Linked DNA regions of Canis lupus: region 1 is linked to region 2. A link is a contact called in public Hi-C data. All regions are on one chromosome and are shown on one strand. Each heading gives the region's core, a stretch centred on a gene start, on an enhancer-like site or on the middle of the called end of the contact. The rest is flanking DNA. Distances are from core to core; before and after follow the strand shown.

What was found. Hi-C and Micro-C count contacts between places; a contact is called where the count stands out from the background.
Region 1: a Hi-C map of blood shows a contact between it and region 2, with 9 times the contacts expected there. The contact joins two enhancer-like sites. A contact is called at or near these places in 4 of 9 Hi-C or Micro-C datasets (amygdala, blood and liver).

What each region holds. Positions count from the first base shown.
Region 1 is chr27:24,396,906-24,401,338 of UU_Cfam_GSD_1.0, forward strand. No RefSeq gene overlaps it. Among named protein-coding and RNA genes, the nearest start is that of KRAS, 110 kb to the left of the region's middle. Within about 2 kb of position 2,531, at least 18 of the 20 cell types and tissues checked have an H3K27ac peak or open chromatin away from gene starts, as enhancers often do. A contact at or near this core is called in blood, where this site is marked.
Region 2 is chr27:24,041,054-24,045,477 of UU_Cfam_GSD_1.0, forward strand. No RefSeq gene overlaps it. Among named protein-coding and RNA genes, the nearest start is that of BCAT1, 38 kb to the left of the region's middle. Within about 2 kb of position 2,773, at least 1 of the 20 cell types and tissues checked has an H3K27ac peak or open chromatin away from gene starts, as enhancers often do. A contact at or near this core is called in blood, where this site is marked.

The DNA of each region.
Region 1 (4,433 bases), core at 1,281-3,780, 360 kb after region 2:
TACTGCAATTTTTTAAAATATATACAAATTGAAGGTTTGTGGCAACCCTGCATCGAGCAAGTCTATTGGCAGAGTTTTTCCAACAGCATGTGTTCACCTCATGTCTTTGTCACATTTTGGTTAATTCTTGCAGTATTTCAACCTTTTAATTATTGTACTTGTGATCACTGATTACAACCTGCTGGAAGCTCAGATGATGGTTAGCATTTTTATTTTATTTATTTATTTTTATTTATTTTTAAATAAATCTGTATCTATTACCTGTGATCACTGATTACAACCTGCTGGAAGCTCAGATGATGGTTAGCATTTTTATTTTATTTATTTATTTTTATTTATTTTTTTGATGGTTAGCATTTTTAGCAATGAAGTATTTTATTTTATTCAGGTGATCTCTATACCCAACGTGGCACTCGAACTCACAACCTTGAGACCAAGAGTTGCATATTCCTCTGACTGAGCCAGCCAGGTGCCTCAGCAATAGAATATTTTAAGTTCTAAATGTGAAAACATTTTTTTTGACATAATGCTATTGCACACTTAACAGACTACAGTATAGTGCAAACATAACCTGTATATAAACTGGGAAACCAAAAAATTAATTTGATTCACTTTATTATGACATTTGCTTTATTGCAATGATCTGGAACTGAATCTGCAGTATCTCCCAAGTATACCTGTGTACACAGTTGTGGTTGTATAAGCAGGTCCTTATAAGCCTTTCCTCGTTTGGATTTCCCTTCCCAGACACTAATCACAATCTTCCAAAAGCACAGGCAGTTTCCCTTCCCTGCTCGCTCCGTTGCCCAGATGCTAGAGAAGAGGATAAGGCAACCAACAGGGAAAACAAAGACCAGACTCCTCTGACCTTGATTTAGGCTCTGTGCTAATTCTGAACGTGGCCTCAATCCTTATTTACATGATAATCTCACTCAGTTCTTTCGATTCCCTATAAGCTTAATGGGGAGAAAAGGATTTCACATTATCCAATGGCCTGCGCTAAAAATGAGGTGCTATATAAAGTTAATCATTAAACAGTTTATAAGATACTGTTGCAAACAGGGCAAATGAGAAAATTAGCTTAGGTAACTTGGGTTTTCCCAAGATCTCTCTTATCTAAAGAGACTAAACCTGCTAAGCCTGCCACATGACACCCACCAGTTTAACCAAGACTAGGTTTGGGTTGGTTTTTAAGTAATCTTCACCCCCAACACGGGGCTAGAACTCACCACCCTGAGATCAAGAGTCACGTGCTCCACTGACTAAGCCGGCCAGGTGCCTCATGACCAGGGCAGGTTTATTATAGTGCATAGGATATCAGGGCTGAATAAAGGTGCGGGGCGCGGTGGGCCTGGAAGCTCCCCCAGACCACAGTCGTCTCCCCTCCACCCTCCAGGTGGCCCAGAGAGGTTAACGCTGTGGGCTTTGGAGTCCGGCTGCCCGCGTCCCCCTCCCCCTGCCTGGTGGACGCTCGGGTTCTTGGAATCGGTTTCCTTATCTGTAAACCGGGGATAATAGTACGCACGCACCTCATCCAGCTGCTGGGAGATAAAGTCGGACAAAGCCCTGAGCAAGCTGCATTTGCACAGAACAGTCAACAATCATTAGCTATCGTCACCACCTTTTTTGTGTGCGTGTTAAGCTTTGCCCAGGGGTGGAGCGGGCCGGAGCCTGGAACCGGTTGCCAAGGTTACCTCGTAATGACCCCGACCCGGGGAGCGGAGGAGCAGCGGCGCAGGTGAAGCTCGCGGCCCGCTCCACACGCCCAAAGGCAAAACTGTGCTCATTCACAACACTCTGCCGGTTCACGTCGGTCAGGAGGGGTCGAAGGAGCGCTGACCCGGCCCCAGATGATGGTTTCCTGTGCCCAGGCCCTGACAAGGTGGGGGGGTGGGGGGCCCTCGTCCCTTCCTACACGTGGCTGGGCCTTCTCCTCCACCAGCCGCCCCTCGGCTGGGGTCGACGTGCGCCGGCGCCGCCCCAGGACAGCAGCCCAGCCCTCCGCGCCGCCCCCCCGCCCCCCCGGAATTTAGGACCTCCAGCTGAGCGCCGGGCTACCTTCGAAAGGAATTGGCTGTGGCTTCTAAGAAGCCGGCGGGGGAGGGCGACGCGCAGCAGCTCGGGGCTGCCCGGACGCCCCCCTCCCCTTTTGCGGCGAAGCCCCGCAGCGCCCAGCACCCCGGGCCGCGGCCGGCCAGGCCTCTCCAAGAACTCAAAGGGGGAAATGTGGGGGAGGAAGCCGGCCAGCCCTGCAAACGCAACGGCTGCACTTCGGGGCTCTCCGCTGCTCTGACGTAATGCCAGCTTCCTGCTCTCGCGCTGCAGCGTGCAGCCCGCTGGCGGGGAGCCTGGAGATCCGCCGACCGCGCGCCGAGATCATCATTGCCACTATCTTGCCATTTATTTTCCGCGAGGACGCTTTGACTGGCCCACTAGCCCCGCCCCCGAATTCCACGGCTTTGGGCTTTTCGGGCCCTATCGCCCTCCCCTCCCCCCAGGAAGGCCGCCCTCTGCGGAGCACAGCCCAGCGCCAGGAAACGGCGCCCGCTCGGGGCTCAAGTGTGGGGCCGGGGCGGGGTCGGTTCAAACGTTCTGCCCCCTTCTCAGCCACCCCCCCCCCGCGCGCCCGCCCCGGGGGCTGGGAGATCCCACATCCCTGCCTTTGTTTTAAGTCAAACTATTGCCGAAGCTGCAGCATTTCCTCCCCCTCTCCAGACACCGAGGCTGGGAAGTGGGTAAAAACCGCCGCGGAGCGTGCTCGGACGCCCCCCCACGTCCGACACCCCCACTGGGATGGGACCGGCAGCGACCGCTCCGCCACCGCACGCGCCGGGCTAAATGCGCCGCCGCCGCCGCCGCCGCCGCCGCCCAGCCGAGCCCGGGGAGACTCCCAAGGGCTCTTTAAATACGATCTATAAATACTACGGGCTCGGGGCGCGCGCGTCAGGGCAGAGGCGGCCTCCCATTGGCTGTCGTGATCCTGCTTATTTGCATAGGCGGATTGCTCAACCGGGCGGCGACCTCGGCCGCGAGCGCCCCTCCTCCGCCGGCGGCGCGCGGGGACCGCGGAGGGGCTGCGGGGCGGCCGGGCGGCGGGCGGCGCCGCCAGCGCTGCGGGCCCTGTAGGTCTCGGGCGGTGCAGCAGTGCTGCGGGATGCAGATTGCTTCCCAGAAGGATCACTTTGGGGAAGCCGGAGGCCCGCCCTTTTAGACTTTTTTTTTTTTTTGCTTTTATCCGAAAGAAAAGGCACCAAGTTTTAAGGGTTTATAACCCGAGCAAACGCTCAAGGTGGATCGCAGAGGCACCACGTGGGAGTGCGACTCGCATCGAGAGTCCTGTCCAATGACTTGCGACTTGGGGTGTTCAAAAATGGCTTTTGCATACATGATCACTGAGAAGACCTCATGAGCTTGAAAATGAAACAAGGAGGGTTCGGAAGATGCAAGATGTAGGATGCCTCCTCGTTTCAGTCTTTAGTTTTTTTTTTTTTTTTAAATGAGCCAGTTAGCTAATCCAAACGGCTATCCGGAAACTTTCCCCACGGTTCTTGCAGAAGAGAATCTCTTGTAGCAATTGAAAATGTGCAGCAACTTGACCCTGCCCGGGGTTGGTTCGCTCTGGGAGCCGGTGGTGGGGAAGGTCAGGGAGGGAGGAACCGACCACGGTTTGCAAACCAGGAAGCAATCCTATGTTGTGGACTGTAGAAGGGCACAGAAGGTTCTGTCCAGAAAAGAGCTGTAGATCAGGCGAGGAAAAATGCAGATAGTGTCATATATTCATAGTCGGATGTTTCAAAATCATTTATCTCTGCAGGTTGTGAACTGAGGGTGGGGACTTTCTGCTGTTTGTTCCAAACACCTTGGGTAGGATCTATTTTACACAGTGAATTCTTTACATCTGAGTGGGATAAAGGTGATGACTTAATTCCTTCTCTTTGTTTTAAGATGTTCTTCCCTGAAAGCGCACACAGCATTTTCTAAAGTTCCAAGCCTTCCTGTAACAACACTATCCAAGCCCCAGGGGATGGCTGCTGGAAGATCCATAGGCTGGGATCTTGCACCTCAGTAAATATTGGCGGGATGAATACATTTATTCAGAAGAGAGTAAGCATGCGCTAAAACCAACGCTCTCATTAAAATCTATTTCATAAACGTTACACTTTGCTATCCTTCTCCCCTAAATGAAGCCCAAAGCTCAAACGTACTCTCGTTGTTTGAAAACGATACTTTAACTGCTGTTCGTTGGATGCTAAAGCAAGTGCTACCCTAAAAGCTTTTTAAAAAGAAATTTCGGATTTTAACAGAAGAGCGCCCCCTGCTGCCAAACGGATTATGGGCAATGCGCCTGAAAAGTAAAACACTTGGGGTGTGCCCATGGTACTGCGAGTCGGTTTATGCTTTAAAATCCACATTAGAACAAAAGACGGACTTGC
Region 2 (4,424 bases), core at 1,523-4,022:
GTATCCTTTTGAAGGATAAAAAGATTATTTTCAATATTTTGCCATTCCAAACAATACTATAATAAATATATTTTTATATTTACATTTGTAAATATGTGCCAATATATCTGTAGGTTAAATTCCTAGAAAAATTGGGTAGCCATTTGAAAAGGAATGAAGGTAAAGTCCTATTTCTCTATATACCAAAATAAATTCTAAATGTATTCAATGATAAAAGTATTAGAAAAAAATGGGAATTTTTGTGTGTGTGTGTGATTTTGAAGTTAGGAAGACCTTCCTAAGGCTAGCACAAACTCAGAATTCACACAGAGAAGGTTGAAATTTGACTGTAATTTTTTAAATAATTCTGCATGGCAAAAAATAGCACAAACAAAAAATAGAAATGACAATTTACAAATGAATTGCTAATGCATATTTTAAAATAAATTTAATATATAAAGAGCTTTTGTAAATTGATAAAATCAAGCCCCTATTGAAAAATGGCCAAAGAATACAAACAAATAGAACATAGAAATACAAATGGCTCTTAACACATGAAACCGTATTCATAAGGAGAGAAATGCAAATTAAAATGGCATGATGCCATATTTCACCTATCAGATTGGCAAAGATCAACACATTGTGTGTGATGAGGGTGTGGGGAACAAAGCAGGCTCACAGATTGTTGGTGGGACCATAAATTGATATAATCTCTATGGAAACTGATTTGGCAAAAGCTATTACAATTTTCAAAAGAAGTTTTGTGAAGTTTTTTTTCCTTTTAGTCAAATCTCCTTCTTTGAATTAGCAGTATGTATGCAACCAAAAGAAGAAGCTACATAGAGTTTAAAAACAAAACCAAAATATTTTAAGAGAGGTATTATAAGGGCACCTGGGTGGTTCAGTCAATTAAGCGTCTGCCTTTAGCTCAGGTCATGATCTCAGGGTCCTGGGATCGCCCTGTGTCTGGCTCCCCTCGCAGCAGAGAGTCTGCCCCTCCCCTGAGCTCTTGCACACTCAAATAAATAGATAAAAATCTTAAGGAAAAAAGAGAAAGGTATTATGCCCTTTGTGTAATTAGGGTGACAACCACTTTGGGCTATGGACATTTACATGACAGCTAAAATGATCTCTTAGTGTATATCTGCCAGGGTCCCTTAGGAAACAGATGACACTTTTCTTTTTTTTTTAAAGGGGAGGCTGGAAAGAATCTCATTCATGAAGGTGTGGGCAGGGTGAAGAGAAACAGTAAGAAGAAGAGAGCACCCCCTGGTGTTGGCATGATGGCTTTAGGAAGCCATTACCATCCCCATCCAGTGCCAAGGGAAGGCAGAGGTATAGAGCGCAGTGAGGACTGTCACTCCTGCTTTACTTCTGGGTAGATCTGGAAGGAAGGGCAACAGATGATTTTCACTCAGCGAATATATATCTTGGTACTATCTTCAGGGCCTTGCTTTACTTCCACTGTCCTCTGAAAAGGAATTGCCAAATTTCCTTTTGAAATGTTCGCTTCAGGGGCGCTTATGTAGCTCAGTAGTTGAGCATTTGCCTATAGCTCAGGGTGCAATCCTGGGGTCCTGGGATCAAGTCCCACATCAGGCTCCCTGAAGGGAGCCTTCTTCCTCTGTCTCTCTCTGTGTCTCTCATGAATAAATAAAATTTAAGCAAAACAAAACAAAATGTTCACTTCATAATGGAATCCATAGATTACTTACTTTCCAATCCTTTTCTTTCTGGGATAGTATCTCTATGAAAATTGGTTTCCTAAATTAAAGAAAAAAAAAGAAAATTGGCTTCCTGAGGACACAGATTTTATTTAAAGTTCTATTAAAAGAAATGTAAAGATGATGACACCTAGAATACAAGGGCACAGTAGAGTACATTATAAGAAATCATGCATTTTACATAGAGCAGGCTTTGAAAAATGAAAGGCATGTTATGTTTGACTCTGCTGAAGGATGATTCCACTATCTGGTTTTCTTTCCTTCCTTCTTCCTCCTATCCCCTCCAATCTACTCTTGGTTTGACAAAGTAAGTCCCTTGGGTCAATGTGAGTTAATCTCAGAGACCTAGCTACTGGCTAATGTTTAGCAACATTAAAGATTGAGTTAGAAAGGGATATGCGTTATGTGAAAAAAAAAAAAATATATATATATATATATTTTTTTTTTCCCCCTTTCTCACCTACTAAGATTTTATTTCCTTGCAGTATCCCTCAGTGGTTCTCTGATACAAAACAGACAGTTACTTTCATGTCTGGCAATGTCAGGGGCCCTGCTTGGTCAACATGCCTTTAAGGGGAAATGACTTGGCAAGTCTACCACCATGCTGTTATCAACTCTATCTATAGTATATCCAAAAACTCAAAGCCTCATCTTGGTTTTTTATTTGTTGGTTTGTTCATCTTGGTTTTTTTATTGTTGTTGTTTGCCTAATCCATATTATAACCCTTAATATCCTCTTTTGTGTTAACAAAGCATGTGTTTGGGGTGGGAGAAGCTGTTTTGGTGGCAACTGCACATTTCTGGCTGCCTTGGGACAGGTACAGGGATCACCAGCTTGTGCTGTCCAGGGGCAAAGCACCACATGAGCACATTCTGTCAGAATCATATGAGGCAAACAATAAATAAATAATGGAATAATATGTTTATTTAATTCCTTACACATCCATTGGAATTTATTGTTCAGGCTATTCCTTTCACTACTTTGTGAAACATCAAGTGTAATACACTCATGTGGAGCAGGAAGTAAGAGTACAATTTGCCAGACAGGTGATATGGTCTAGTGGATTCAGAATTTTAATATTATTTTTGGCTCCACCGCTGGCTTCCTTTATGACTAGGAGGGAAATCTCTCTGGGTGTTGCTGGTTTCGGTATCTGTGAATTGATAAGAAGATCATAAGTGTAGATGTTATAATAGTTCACTTCATGGTAAATTAAACAGAGCAAGTCAATGAGAGGAACGGGTTAATTGGTTATTTCTTTCTGGGCACTATTTTGTGCTGTAAAAGTGAATAAATGAGAGTTTCAGAAAATGCTTCATACGTGTGTTATCTCATTTAATCCTGGCAGCAAACCCGAGAGGTCATTCATAATATTGGTTTTGCCGATAAAGAAACTGAAACACAGAGTTAAGTAATTTGTCGGAGGTCACAAAACTAATTGGGCAGAGTTGGGATCTGACTTCAGTCTATTTGAATCCAGAGCTCCAACTCTCAACTACCATACTTCTCCTCCCTCTCATTTGGGGACAGAAATGACACACAGGAATAGGAGCATATATAGAAACCTAGATATTCCAAAAATAGATTTTCAGAGCACCCAAGGCTAAGTGAGGAAGAGAGAAAATAGAAGAGAAGTAGGAAATCACCAGTGCTGAAGTCTGTGAAGCATGTGATTAGGGATGAAGTGGTCTGACTAGAGAAGCCCAGGGGGCAGTAAGCAAAACTGCTAGTTTGAGAACAAAATGTTCCACTTACATGTTTCATGTTGTATGTTTGGAATCCTGATGCTGGTTTGTTTTTTTGTTTTATTTTTAAGATGTGTGTGTGTGTCCCCATACCTGGGCAGCTCAGTCGGTTAAGCTTCTGCCTTCAGCTCAGGTCATGATATCTCAGTCCTGGAATCCAGCCCCTCCTGGGGCTCCCTGCTCAGCGGAGAGCCTGCTTCTCCCTCTCCTCCTGCCCCTCTCAGCTCTGTCTCTCTGTGAAATAAAATCTTTCAAAAAGTCTGTATTGGGGATCCCTGGGTGGCTCAGCGGTTCAGCGCCTGCCTTTGGCCCAGGGAGTGATCCTGGGGTCCCGGGATCGAGTCCCACATTGGGCTCCTGGCATAGAGCCTGCTTCTCCCTCTGCCTGTCTCTCTCTCTCTCTCTCTCTCTCTCTCTCTCTCTATCATGAATAAATAAATGAAATCTAAAAAAAAGACGTTAAAAAAAGTCTGTATCCCCCCAATATTATTTTCTCAGATGGGAAATGGCATCACAAAAAAAAAAAATGCCATTCAGGTCTGAATCTGCCTGTATATCACCTCTGTAGACTTAACATTTTTTTTTCACTATTCTGTATCTTCTTACCTACCTCGAGGTTCCATTTATCCAGTGCTGCCAAGCAATAGGCTTAATCTCCCCACCTCACAGATTAGACCAAGCCCATATCTTCCCCAAATAGTGTATTATTTAAAGCTCCGTTTATGTCTCACTTCAAAAACACTTGTCAACTCACACTGACCTCTCCCTGTCCTGACCTCCCACGGAGTTTGATGTACTGTTCGTGTACTTCTTGGCTTAATTAGTGCACTTTGTGTAGTCGATACCCTGTGTCTCCCAAACCAGATATGGTCCCATAAGAGAGGGAATGATTAATATCATCAGTGTTTTTAGAAACCATACAGCACTTGGTCCAACAGAAACCTATTACACTTAAGTTAAAATGTGACATTTCCT